2 separate regions of the Hordeum vulgare genome follow, and region 2 is linked to region 1. The links are chromatin contacts, called in public Hi-C maps. All regions are on one chromosome and are shown on one strand. The core of a region is the stretch at or near the end of the contact, and the rest is flanking DNA. Distances in the headings are between cores, read along the strand shown.

What was found. A called contact is a pair of places that touch in the nucleus more often than the background predicts.
Region 2: a Hi-C map of seedling shows a contact between it and region 1, with 3 times the contacts expected there. The contact joins the promoter of LOC123451980 here to the promoter of LOC123451973 in region 1. A contact is called at or near these places in 2 of 6 Hi-C or Micro-C datasets (leaf and seedling).

The regions. Positions count from the first base shown.
Region 1 is chr5H:515,223,067-515,229,719 of MorexV3_pseudomolecules_assembly, forward strand. It overlaps LOC123451973 (NADPH--cytochrome P450 reductase 3-like), which reads right to left and starts at 3,687. Exons shown (of 18, transcript XM_045128544.1): 1 at 3,257-3,687; 2 at 3,090-3,149; 3 at 2,890-2,966; 4 at 2,601-2,658; 5 at 2,421-2,504; 6 at 2,279-2,315; 7 at 1,949-2,018; 8 at 1,577-1,771; 9 at 1,396-1,488; 10 at 1,068-1,293; 11 at 890-973; 12 at 658-809; 13 at 477-573. The coding sequence starts at 3,589.
Region 2 is chr5H:515,432,990-515,439,642 of MorexV3_pseudomolecules_assembly, forward strand. LOC123451980 (mediator of RNA polymerase II transcription subunit 8) reads left to right here and starts at 2,891. Exons shown (of 12, transcript XM_045128553.1): 1 at 2,891-3,126; 2 at 3,296-3,420; 3 at 3,847-3,971; 4 at 4,062-4,245; 5 at 4,347-4,454; 6 at 4,616-4,683; 7 at 4,993-5,238; 8 at 5,421-5,468; 9 at 5,575-5,781; 10 at 5,992-6,054; 11 at 6,243-6,300. The coding sequence starts at 2,906.

The DNA of each region.
Region 1 (6,653 bases), core at 2,437-4,936:
ATCTCAAAGTACAAATAATTGTGTGGCCACCGATATCATAGTCGATGGTCACTGGCAGATATTTTAAAGAGAGTAGTGCAAGGTTACGTCATTGAATGCAATGAACTCTATGATACCATCCATCAAATTAATTTACACAGACACACAGGGGAAGATCACATCAAAAATGTTGAGAATGAGTAATAAAAGATGATTAGTCGTTCACCTAAACATACAGAGAAAGGCCAGTAGACAGAACTAGAAATTTCAGTCCAACATCATTAAACCAGGGAAAATATGTGTGATTTAACGAGTTCTAGAGGGGTTGACTCGACATGTTCAGGATAGATAGAGCAAATGGGATTGAGTTCAAACATCAAAGTGAGCAATAGGGGACAAGTTCAATTATCTTGCCAAAGGTCAAAAAGTTTCCATGCTTGTAACTATGTTATAGAAATAAAGTTCTGCCCTGTGACTATGAAGAGACAGGAGTATACCTTCATCCAAGTGGAACAAACTCCTTTATGGATCCTTCCAGTGGGGCTTTGCCCATGAACTAGTGAACATGTTACATGAATTCTTGTTGGTGCCATTCTGCAATGATATGATATCGTGAATCTTGACTGACTAATCAATGTGCTTATGTTACATAGGGAACTAATTTCAAAGACAAGATACCTTGGTGAGGAAGATATTGAGTAGTATCTCGGCTGAAGGCGAGGAGCAATAGCTGCAAAGAAGACACCAAGCGGAGGTTTCGCTGATGGAAACTCCGAAATAACTTCCAAGAGACTTCTTTGACTAGCGATTATCCACTGAGAATATTCTTTCTGACCAATGAAATTCATGCGTGTGAGAAAGATGACACTATTATCGGAGAGTATGAACTTGCCCTAGATTACAAACAAACCTTTCCAGCAGGGGATGCTAGATGTCTTAGCCGCTCGGCCTCTTTGGGATCAGATGCATGAGCAGCCAAAGCAAGTAAAACACTCTGCAGCAGCCCATCAATAAAATGAAAATATTTATGGATACAAACATAGGATGCGGCGAGAGAACAAATACGCACAAAAAAAAGGGATATTCACCTTCTTAGGTGAATTCAACAGATCGGCATATCTGGCAAGTGCAACCCTCACGGTACAGGGAGGGAAAGGAGGTGGCAAAGAGCCCCCAAAAAGTGGAGTGCCATCCTCTTGGTCAGCATAAATTGAGAAATAAGTATCTGGCGAATAATCTAATAGCTTTTCTGCCTCCTCTACAGTCTCGGTTGAATTTTCTGCGTACACACCAACATGATCTCCAGTCTCATATCTGGAATGAAAAATGAGGAATAATCAGCTGTCTAACGAACAATCACATAAACTAGTTATTACCTCCTAAAACTGATAGAGCTACATTTTTCAGTATGCTTACGTGAGGCTAGTTCCTGCAATATCAAACTCCAAATGAATGCAGGACCGGTCAGAAGCTGGTGTGTGAAGCTCCCGTCGCACAGCCACATTTGCCCTGGAAAAGAAGTGTGGTCAGAGTTCGCTCATATAGTAAAAAGAAAAGAAGTTTTGCACCCAGTCACATAAAAGCAAGAAGGGCATACCTGCAAGGATGTTGACTGTCATAGACGACATGACCATTGCTAAGACTGAAAGACTTGTTGATATGTGTGGCATCCTCTGGTTTGGTAAGCACAATTCTATATTGCGGAATAGCAGCTGTGTAAGGAGATTGTGCTGCTGAAGAATTATCTTCAACGCGGAGCAGTTTGTCCAATTCTGGCCACAGTAGTTCCTTCCTGTAGCCGAACAAACAAACCGTTAGCGTTCGATTTGTAAGACTCTCAAGGTCTAAAGTTGAGATCAAGATATGTGCAGAAACAGGACCACCATGCACAAAGCCGATAAAATGAAAGGCTACCAACTGTCCTGGTTTGAAAAGTTCAGATCGAGGTTAAGCTCATCGCAGTACATACCAGGCGTTGAAGTCATCCTCAATGCATTGATCGTCATCTCCAAGGCCAACAGGAACTATGCGCTTTCCACCTGGAGAAACATCACCGACAAAAGTTAGCCAGTAGCAGATGACAAAGGGGACAACAAAACTAGAAAAAAACATGTAACGATGGAGTCATGTTCCAGAGGATTCACAACATCTAACTCAAAAACTAATTATACAGGGCAAAACCATTACAGGCCTATTTAGTTATATAATTTCTCAAAAGAACAGTGTGTCATAATATTTGAAATTTAGATGAACTGAGCAACGATAAATTGAATTGGTCATTCATTCTGCTTTTGCTTACCTTGTTCGGCAAGGAGCTGATCAACCTCCTTTCCGACCTTTAGTTGAGAAACATTTGAAAGCAAAAGAGCAGGTAAGTTTACAAGTCACAAGTAAGAGTGCATATATGCAATCAGATGGATTTAGAGGGCAGGGGGGCAGACCTTGTTGAAATGCTCGTACTGCCTATTCCCAAGAGCAAACACCCCGTACTGGAGGTTGCTCAACCACTCGCCCCTCTCGTTCCCCTGTAGTCCGACCAAACAAAGAAGCCATCAATACCAACCACGAGAAAAGCACGCTCAGAGCTGCACCCCCCAAAACTACTAGGTCGGTAATCAAACCTCAGAGAACCATTTGTAGAATCTGGCAGCATTGTCGGTTGGCTCACCATCCCCGTACCTACAACAGCGACAACGACACCCATTAGCAGCAATTTAGCTGTTTAGATCAAAAAAAAAGGTTGCCCCCAGGCCCCAGCTATAGTAAGTGCTGGTTTGATTAGCAATTGTCTCTGCATAAATAAATATTCATGAGGTCCTTGCTTAACAGGTGCAATAAGCAAGCAATCCGCTAGTGTTGTAATGGATTCGGTAAGAGTTACGGATGGAAATTGGCAGCGGTGGTCCTTACGTTGCCAGGAAGAAGAAGGCGATGTTCTCCTTCTTGAGCTTCTCCTCGTACTCCTCGTCCTCGGCGGCGTAGTCGTCCTGTATCCCGACAAAATCAATCTTATCTTATGAGACGAGGGGTGGGGAGGAGGAGGAGCTTTAATAAGAAGAAGAAGAAGAAGAAGTAGCGTCGGCGGCGGCGGCGAGGTTGTGAGATCGTACCAGATCGAGCACCTTGAAGACGGCCTTGTCGTACCGCGCCTTGGCTTCCTCCGCGAGCGCCTGGCAGGAGCGGAGCAAGGAGTTCAGATTGTTGCACGGGTGGGGAGGAGGAAGGGGGGCACGAGGGCAGAGAGAGCGCGGGGCGCGGAGACGAGGAGCGCGCGTACCTTGGCGAAGCCCTCGGCGGTGCCGGTCTGGGTGCCGAAGAAGAGGGCGACCCGCTGGCGGCCGTCGTCGGGGTCGGGCTCCTGGTCCTTCTTCGCGGCGAGGGGCTTGGCCGCGGCCGCCTGGCGGGCGAGCGGCGCGGCGCCAGAGGAGGAGCGGCGGAAGAGCAGCGCGACGCCGCAGCCGACGAGCACGGCGAGGGAGGTGGCGAGCAGCGCGAGCAGGCGGCGGCTCTGGCCCCCGTCCCCGTCGGCGGCCGCCGCCGGGGCCCGGCCCGTCAGCAGCGCCGCCAGCAGGTCCAGCGCCGATTCCCTCATCCCCGCGGCGGAGTCCATGGCGGCCTGTTCGATGGGATCGAGGCGTGCGTGCGTGCGTGAGGGGAAACGGTGCCGCTGGTGGACGTAGGCGGTTTGTGTTTGTGTGTAAATTGTGTTTGTCGCGTCGGAACGGGGCTGGGAGTTTTTATTAAGCTCGGGTGGGGGGTTGGTGGCGGTGCGGTGCGGTGCGGGGCGGTCAACTCGGGTCTGGTTTGCGGTGCGGCGCGGTGACACGCGCGGCCGAGGGAGGCCGCAGGTTCGGACCGGGGGCTGGAAAGTTCCTTCCACCAACCTCTACGGTGCCTTTGAAGGCGAGGCAGCGGCAACCCCCACCCCACCTACTCGCAGTCGCGGCGGGGGAGGATGAACGCTTCAGCGTCGCCTGCTTGACCGTGGAATTTTATCACGGAAGGATTTGACACGCTGTTCTTCTCCTTTTGTCATCACGGACGCCCGGGGCCTGGTCCCACGCGTCTGCAGTCACGGGGCGTCGTAATTCTATTTTTTCTTAAAAATCCCGATTGTTTTCGGGTAGCTTGCCAAGCTGCCCACTTGGTCGTAATTCTCCTTTGAGAAGAGAAAAATGCGCTCTCTTTTTTTTTTTGTCACGGATGCTTGGGGCCCTCTCGTACCAAAGTGCACGATTCAAAACCCTAAAAAAACACTATGAGATGATACATGATTATGAGAAAGCCAAGGTAGATAGGGGCAAACCAAGGTAGGACTGAGGGAAGGATGCCACAGGGCAGCCGAGAATGTTAGCAAGCTCGGAAGAGAGATCACGATCAACGTGAATAGGGGCAAAAGTGCTCTTGTGAAAGTTGATGGAGAGACCGGTGGCCTCGGAAAATTGATCAAGGATGAGCTTAAGGGTCCGCACTTGATTTCCGTCCGGAGGAAGCACAATTAAGGTATCATCAGCATATTGCAAGACAGTACAAGGCAGATCGCTCGAGATTGGATGAGAAAGGAGACCATTCTCAGATGCCTGGATGATAAGGCGCATAAGAACATCTGCGACGAGAATGAACAGGTAGGGAGAGAATGGATCGCCTTGTCTCAGACCTTGTCTGCATTGAAACCAAGGCCCTGGCTTTCCGTTGAGGATAACAGCCGAGCTGGCCGAAGAGTTTAGCTCATCCACCCAGCGGCACCAAGATAGGGGGAACCCTTTTGCACACAGAATCGAGTTCAAGGCAACCCAGGATACTGAGTCAAAGGCCTTGTGGAAGTCAAGCTTAATCACCACGGCCGGGAGGCGGCGTTTGAAACAAGTTTGGACAATGTCAGCCGCATGGACAAAGTTATCAACGATACCACGACCCTGGATGAACCTCGTTTGCTCATGGTGGATGATGTTGTGAATGAGAGGCTTCGCACGAATTGCAAGGCACTTGGCGATTAACTTGACCGTACAATTCTGTAACAAGACAGGCCTATAGTTTTCTGGTTTGAAGGCGTCCCTTTTTTCGGAAGAAGAACAATGTAAGCATTATTAAGGCGCTTAAGGTCTGCCTGATCATTGTGGAAATCATTAAGGAGGTTTTGTAAGTCATGTTTGACGAGGGACCAGTTTGCCTTGAAAAAGGCAGAGCCGAAACCATCTAGCCCTGGGCTGGCGTCGTCTTTCATAGCCCAGAGGGCGTCTCTGATTTCTTCAAGGGAAAAAGGGCGAGCAAGAAATGAGGCCTCCGATGATGGGATAGAGCTTGGGAGAAGCAAGGCATGAAGATCAAAAGAGGTGTAGACAGCGGGGTTTGAACCGACTAGGCTTTTGAAGAAACTGCATAGAACAGTTTCTTTGTCACGGTGGGTACTGAAAGTGATTCCGTTGACCTCTAGAGTTTTAATTTGGTTCTTGCGGTGACGAATGGAGGCACATATGTGGAAGTATGCCGAGTTCTCATCACCCATAACGCAATCCTTAATCTTAGCCCTTTGTCTCCAATGAGCGGCCAAGGTGGCATTGTGTCGATGCAGCGAGAGCTTGACTGGAGTCCTTAGACTAGACTCCAGAGCGGACAACACCCTGGCTTCCTCGATTTTGTCAAGAAAGTTGATTGTGGCGTGACAGTTTAAGACAATCGTTTGAGGAGATCTGCGACCGGACATCCATTTCTTGGCCATGTTCCTTGTACGTTTGAGCTTAAGCGCAATAGCGCATGCAGATCCAAGATGCGCGTGGGAAGGCCCAACACTCATCCAGTTTGTCGCAACTCTATCAAGAAACACAGGGTATTTGAGAAGCGATCTGTCAAGACGAAAGATAGAAGATTTCGGGATAGACGTAGCCGCCGAAAGGAGCAGCGGAACGTGGTCGGATGTTGTCCTAGTTATCGATGAGAGCGACGTGTCTGGAAACTTTGAGACCTAGGGGACGTTTGCGAAGGCCCTATCGAGCCTAACCAGGATCGGAGTTTGCTGCTGATTTGACCAAGTGAATCGCCTATCGAGGAGAGGCATGTCTTGCAGCTGAAGAGAGTTGATGGTAGAGGAGAAAAGATTTGCTTCAGATTGATTGAAGTTGCTAGTGGATTTATCGGAAGGCCTCAGGGTGATGTTGAAGTCCCCAATAATAGACCAAGGTCCATCAATTTGGTGCTTAAGATCAAGCAGAGACTGGAGAAAGGTGGGCTTAGATGCACAGTCGCATGGGCCATAGACATTTGTGATCACGAACTTGGTGTCATCAAGCCGTGATTCGAACCAGCATGTTAGAAAGAAATCTGACGCAAGAAACTTGGAGCAGAAAAGCAGGCTGTCATCCCAAGCAGTGACAATGCCACTAGCAGTTCCAGTAGCCGGTATGTAGTGGAAGTTGCGAAGATTTGAAGGGAGGAAGGAGATAGCTTTGAAACAAGAAATGTCTTGGAGCTTTGATTCTTGTAAGCAAAGGATGGAGCAGTTTTGGAGGGAAAGGGTTGCTTTCACATCAGTGCATTTTTTGTGTCTGCCGAGCCCTCAAACGTTCCATGAAATGACAGAAACTTTCTTAATCATTGGAAACCAGAATGGCAACAATAGTTAAGCATGCATGACTAACTGGCGAGCTTCTGAAGAAGCAGCCAGGACCACGAACCCA
Region 2 (6,653 bases), core at 1,641-4,140, 210 kb after region 1:
AAGGAATTGATAAACAAGTACAGCTACCAGTGCCTTGGAGCTAGCATTGGTGAATTTGGCATCGGAGCATCTACTTGCTCTGAAGCCTAGAATTTTTTTTGTAGCTCCGGCTGAGCTATGTAGGGCACCGGTGCCCAAAGACTAGAAAGTAAATTTGGCACCGGTTTTGACCTACATAGTGGAGGCCCTAAGCTTCTCATGCTCGACTTGCTTATTCGAGTGAACTACCACACGCTCGGGCACTGAGCCACCATGCTTCAACCTCTTATTTGACATCATATCCGCATACACCGTCGTTCCCATCTCAAAATCGCCATCATCGTCCAATGGCAAGTTGTAGAAAAACAACTCAGAAAGCGAACTCATCTGCAAAAAGTATGTACGAACCGCTACATTATGTGCGGACTCTAAAATTCTTCATCACATAAAAAACAGGTAAGGAATGTCGTTGAGCACCTTGTTGGCATCATGCCCCCCCCCCCTAGTTGTTTCGGAGGCGAATTCTGACGTACACCGACGTTAAGGGGAGAAGGAGCAGTGGCTAAACCTGGGGCCGGGATGATCGTGTGGGGCCCAATGATGGTGTGGTGCTCTCTAGCAATGAGGCTACACGTCAGTCGAATCGGGAGGTTGCATGTGAGGGGACACGAGATGGTGAAAAACCAGCCTCTTGGCTGCCACCTACGTGGATAGGAGTATAGGGGAGGTTGCATCTCTCCCTCTATGAAGGGTGAGTTGGGGTGTTTTAGTGATAACCAACAGGTTGGGGAAAGGGGATCTCGCCCATCACATTTTTTGACCTAAATCACCCTATAACATAATTTTTCAGGGAAAAAGGGATTCACTGGAGATGTTTTTATGATCGTTCCACATTAATGCGTATTGAGATGATTAGCTGGGAGTGGGAAGGGAGAGGGGATATTGAGATGACAAGGGTTCACATGAAGTTTCTCTAGTCATTTGGTGTGACATCCCAACCTGATGGCCGACTCACACGTCGTCAACCATGTGAGAAGAACTCACTGAGTAAGAGCAAGGACGTGAGGAGATAACTGTGTGGGATGGGGCCTCGAAAAGTGGCGGAGTGAGCTGTTTGAAAGGAGATGAAGAGGAAGGGTGCTAGGTTCAATTAGCTTAAGAAGGCGTGTAAGTATTGTCAATGAATAATGGTTCGTCGATCTTATAATCTAAAGTTTGTCATAGAGGAAAGTAGAGCAAAGCATAGCTCGTGAAGGGATCATGTTGGCGATGAAGGTGACATACTGGTTTCTCCCATCGTTAATGATTTGTGATGTGTGTGAGAAGAAGAAGTCGGTGTAGGGAGAGATAGAGGATGTGTGCAAAGTTCACTTAGCTTGAGAAGAAGGTGTGTCGAAGGATAGGGCATGAGTTTGTGCCCTAGTCTCGTCTAGTGAATCAATGAAACGACAATGTTGGCGGAGACGTGAAACCTCCACGGAAGTGGAGGAGAATGACTTAGAGCAAAGTAATAAGGAAGGGCACATTTACCCCCCAATGTGAAGAACACATATATGTCTTTGGATCCATTGTGGAACAAGGATGCTAGAGTAACAAAATTCCCAGCCCTAGTCCAAACCCCTGTGATGACCCAACGATATAAAATCCTTCATGGGAGGATGCTGTGAGAGCGCATGTAGTTAACCAGGCAGGTACGTGTAGAGGTTTACAAAAAATATTTTATGATCGAGTTAAAAGAATAGTTTCCGTGACATGAACAAACCCCTCCACATTTGTAACCTTTCGTGACAATGTTATGGGCAGACATTGGATTCTCTCCAAAATAACCCTACATAAGCTTATCATGGTCGACTTGCTTATTCGAGCGAACTACCACATGCTCGGACATTGAGCCACCATGCTTCAACCTTTTATTTGACATCATATCCGCATACAACATCGTTTTCATCTCAAAATTGACATCAACATCCTATGATAAGTTGTCGAAAAACATCTCAGAAAGCGAACTCATCTGCAAAAGTATGTACGAACCGCTACATTATCAGGAAACTCTGAAACTCTTCATCACATAAAAAACAGGTGAGGAATTTCGTCGAGCACCTTGTTAGCATCATACCCCCTAGTTGTTTCGGAGGCGAATTCCGACCTACATCGGTGTTAAGGGGAGAAGGAGCAGTGACTATACATCGGAAACATTTTTCTATGCATATTTAAATTTTTTTAAATACATGATCAATATTTTTCAAAATAAAAAATATATATATTATTTATTGTCCATACGCACTGTACAATTTTTTTTATATAAAAGAACTTTTTTGTCTACAAATTTGACATTTCTTTAATCTATGATTAACATTTGTGCAAAGCTTATCGAAATAAAGGCAAAAGAGAAAGGAAAAAAGTAGAAAAAGTGCGAAATAGAAGAACAAAAAGGGTTGTACGGGATCAAACTTGGGTCTCCAGGGTGGGACAGCGCGCATCCAACCAGTTGGGCTAGCCATGTGCTTGTGATAAAATACGGAACAACATAATTTAGAATTAGAAAGAAAGAGCCGAATCAAAGTTCAAAAAACGAATTGTTTTTGTCACTTACGGGTGTATTGGTGGATAATTTTGGCGAACTTTAGGAACAAATTTAATGACGTACGATAGAAGCAATATGTGCTTTATTAGTAGGTATAGATATAGATAGATGTATTGAAAAATGATGCATTTTGGAATTTCAGTTCATCTCAGAGTTCAAAACTTCTTATTTTAAATCTTGAAGAAAGCATTTTTTTTGACCCCACCTGTCAGGAGGAGCTGACCGCTGAGTGTTCGAGTGGATCGTCCCCACCTGTCAGACGCCGGCGATCCGAACACCCTCCGATTCAACCTCGCTTCCCCCCTTCCTCCTCCGCCCCACCGCAATCCCCCAACTCCGGCGATGGACGCGGCGGCGGCGGCACCGGGCGCCGCGGCGGGAGGGCAGCAGCAGCAGCAGCAACCGGCGGCTCCCCGGGCGGAGCGGCTGAACGCGGAGGTGCACAACCAGTTGAACCTGGAGGGCATGCGGGCGCGCGCGGTGGGGCTCTACAAGGCCATCTCCCGCATCCTCGAGGACTTCGACGCCATCGGCCGCGTCAACCCCAGCGCCTCCCCCAAGTGGTACGGGCTCACCCATCCCCTCCCTTCCCCTCCGCCCATTGCTCGCCGCCGCCGCCTGGGGTGGAGCCCCCACCTAGGGTTTCGGTGGATCCTCCGGCGGGTGTGTGCTAGTTACTGTACTGATGCACGATTGATTGCTTGCTGAATGGTATGGTATGGTGGCTGGCAGGCAGGACGTGCTCGGGCAGTTCTCCATGGTGAGCATGGAGCTCTTCAACATCGTGGAGGACATCAAGAAGGTGAACAAGGGGTTCGTCGTGTACCCCAGGAACGTCAACGCCGAGAACGCTGCAAGTGAGCGAGCTCCTCTGAATTTTCTAATATATTTTTTCAGTTAGATATTATATATGTGCCATGTGATATCTTTTCCTCTTTGTGTCTAGTAAAATTGTTCTGTAGTCATGGTGACCTAAGCGCGGTGCATGATGTTTCTGTGAATGGATTCAGATATACCGGTTTCAATTAGGCATGAATCTGATATGAAGTACCCTGTCTAGTTTCATATACTGGTGTTGTTGTTGTAAGTTTTTTTCAGGGATAGATAAGTGTGACAGAAATCAGTACCAAATCAACTACCAAAATGCTATTTTTCATTTCTATAGGTTGTTCTGATGCGTTGCAATTTAGTTGTCCCGTCTTACTTTTTCCGATGCATACAGTTGTTTCGTTTGCTACTAGTATCACATCATTTTTCCTGTTTGACCTGTATGAGTATTGCAGTACTGCCTGTGATGCTGTCCTCAAAGCTCTTACCGGAGATGGAAGTCGAGGAAACTACAAAGAGGGAACAGTTGTTATCTGGAATAACGAATCTACCTGTGCCTTCTCAAATGGAAAAGTTAAAGGTGCTTGATGCGGAAAATACAAACCTGTTTCACTTATTGATTGATCTGTTGGTTGTCTGCTATATAAAATTGGATTTGCTGCTCTTTCAGGCTCGGATAGAGATGATTGCGAGTGCGTGTGAAACTGCTGAGAGAGTAATTGCCGAGTGCCGCAAGAGTTATGGTCTAGGAGCCCGTCAGGGGGCAAATCTTGGTCCTATGTTGGACAAGGCACAAGCTGCAAAGATACAGGAGCAGGAAAGTCTACTTAGAGCGGCAGTAAATTATGGTGAAGGTGAAAACATATTGATGCCTATAGGACTTCCAAATTAATAGCTCATGTGCGTCTCCTATTTTTGTTATGGAACCTCAATGCTGAAATAGCCTGACTCTCAGGATTGCGGGTATCGGGAGACCAGAGGCAGATGCATTCATCTCTTCCTAGCCATCTAATGGAAGTACTTGCTACTGGAGACGGGGCTCATAATTTTGGTGATAATTCTGGTAAGATTAGATCGTGTGATATCTGCACATTTTTTCGTGCTCTATTAGGATTTTTTGATGCCATGGTTAGCTGACATCAAGTGCATCATAACCTTTTGCGTTAAACGCGTGTGCCAGGAAGCGCTCCAGTATCAGCATCTAACAGCTATTTATATTTGCAGGTGCCTATCCCAAAAATACACCAGCATTTTCACCTAATAATGTCAACGCCCAGGGAAATCCAATGCAGGTTTGTGTAGCATCAGTATTAGCATTCATGGGAGTTGTCAATATATTGAAATCGGAATCCATCTTATTGCTCATAGTTCCTTTTTTGTTGCATGCCAGTAATGTTCCCTGCGAGCTGTTGTTTTCCTGTTTAGTGGTTTATCATTATCATATGATGTCAGTCCCTATTATTGTGCACTGTATTAATTGTTTGTTAGAGCACCTTTTTTTTTTGAGGATTGATGATAGCAATACTGGCCTGAATTCAATGATACGTCTGATCTCTTTATGTTAGTCATCGGATGTGTTACCTTCATACTGCTTCATGCAGGCATCTGGAGGACAATTACTTGGCAGATCTGCTCCATCGCCTGGAACTGCCGGAACCCCTAATTTTGAAAATGTGTCTACTCCTCCAATGCCATATGCTAACTCCCCTAGGTCAGGCACCAATATGATGAATACCCCTTCACCGCAGCAACATCTGACACCACAGCAGCAGAGGCAAAAGCTGATGCAAGCATCTCAGCAACAGCAGCAGCAGCTGAGGCCATCAGCTGCTGGGATGCTAGCACAGGTAAGGTAACTTTCCCTTTCAGTTCTAAAGAGGTTTTGTTGCGCTTGTGGCATTGGCAACAATGTTATAGGTTTCCTGACCGTATTTCTTATGATTTTCTACTGCTGTCTTGCAAATATTCTACACTATTTACCCCAACATGGTACTTTTTGGTGCTCACTAAATCTACAATTTTCTTGTAGAGCTCGGTTCCTCAGTTACAAGATCTACAGGGGCAAGCTCAACAAAAAGTACAGGCAATTTTACCGTTGACCACTTCTATATTTTCTAGACATGGAAATATAATTGTTTTTAGTTTCACAAAGCTCATAACTTGCTGTTGAAAACCTTCTGTAGGTCTCTGGCCAACAGCAGATGCAGTACAGCCAAGCACAAGCCTTGTCACAGTTTCAGAATAGGCAGATGCAGGCACGCATGCAGCCAGGCATGTCTCAGAGCCAATTGAACCAAGGAAATCAGTTGAGAAGCCATCTGGGCCAGTTCACTGGAGCTGCAAACAGTGCAATGTTTACTGCTGCACAAGCATCTTCAAACTCACAAATGGTTAGATAACACCTTTCTTTTTAGTATAAGTTGTGTAAAAATTCTAAGATTGTTGTTCGAGAAGGATAATTATACTCTATATGGATGTACTCACGTACATTCATGAGCTCATGAAGAAAGATTCAAGTTTGTTCAGTTGTCAGGTTTTCTTCTGGATATTTTGAACATATTCCTGTGCTGATTGAACTGCCTTTTTTGTGTGCATTTTAGATGGCAAACATACCTGGGACTATGCAAACAATGCAGTCACAGTCAATGATGCCGCAAATGCAGGTAAATGCGTTTCTTGTTCGTTATTGATCACCAAGTCGAATTGGCTGCAAATGTTTTTGTTGAAACACTATAGTGCACTGCATTTATAATTCTCCATTTTTTCTTCTGATGTGACTTGTTCTTTGCACATATACTATATCCTTTCTTGCATTTATAAATCATAATATTGTTTTCTTATGATTGTTCAGCAGTTTGGTTTGACTGGTGGGCATCCTCAGAGGAGTCATCAAATGATGACCGACCAAAGTATGTACCGTTCATCCTCTTTTAGGCATTCGTAGTTTTCTGTATAGCTATATAGTGTACTTGTGCCATCCCTGGCATGGTTGGCGCTGAAGCTGAACACACAAGATATGCACATTGGACTACTGCTAGGAAAAATAGCTGGTGTTATATAGTCACAGTTCAGAAGAAAACATACATTAATTAACTATTGTTCAGTTAAATTTGGAGCATAATCCAGCATGTATTTACAAAAAACGGTTGTCCCTAAGAAAAGTTAGATGCACTGCTATTGCAGATATATTTGGTTTTCTTCTGTGCAGGTATCTAGCTCTGTAGTTGTTTGAGATAGTGGTGCAGGCGAAAAGCTTTAAGTC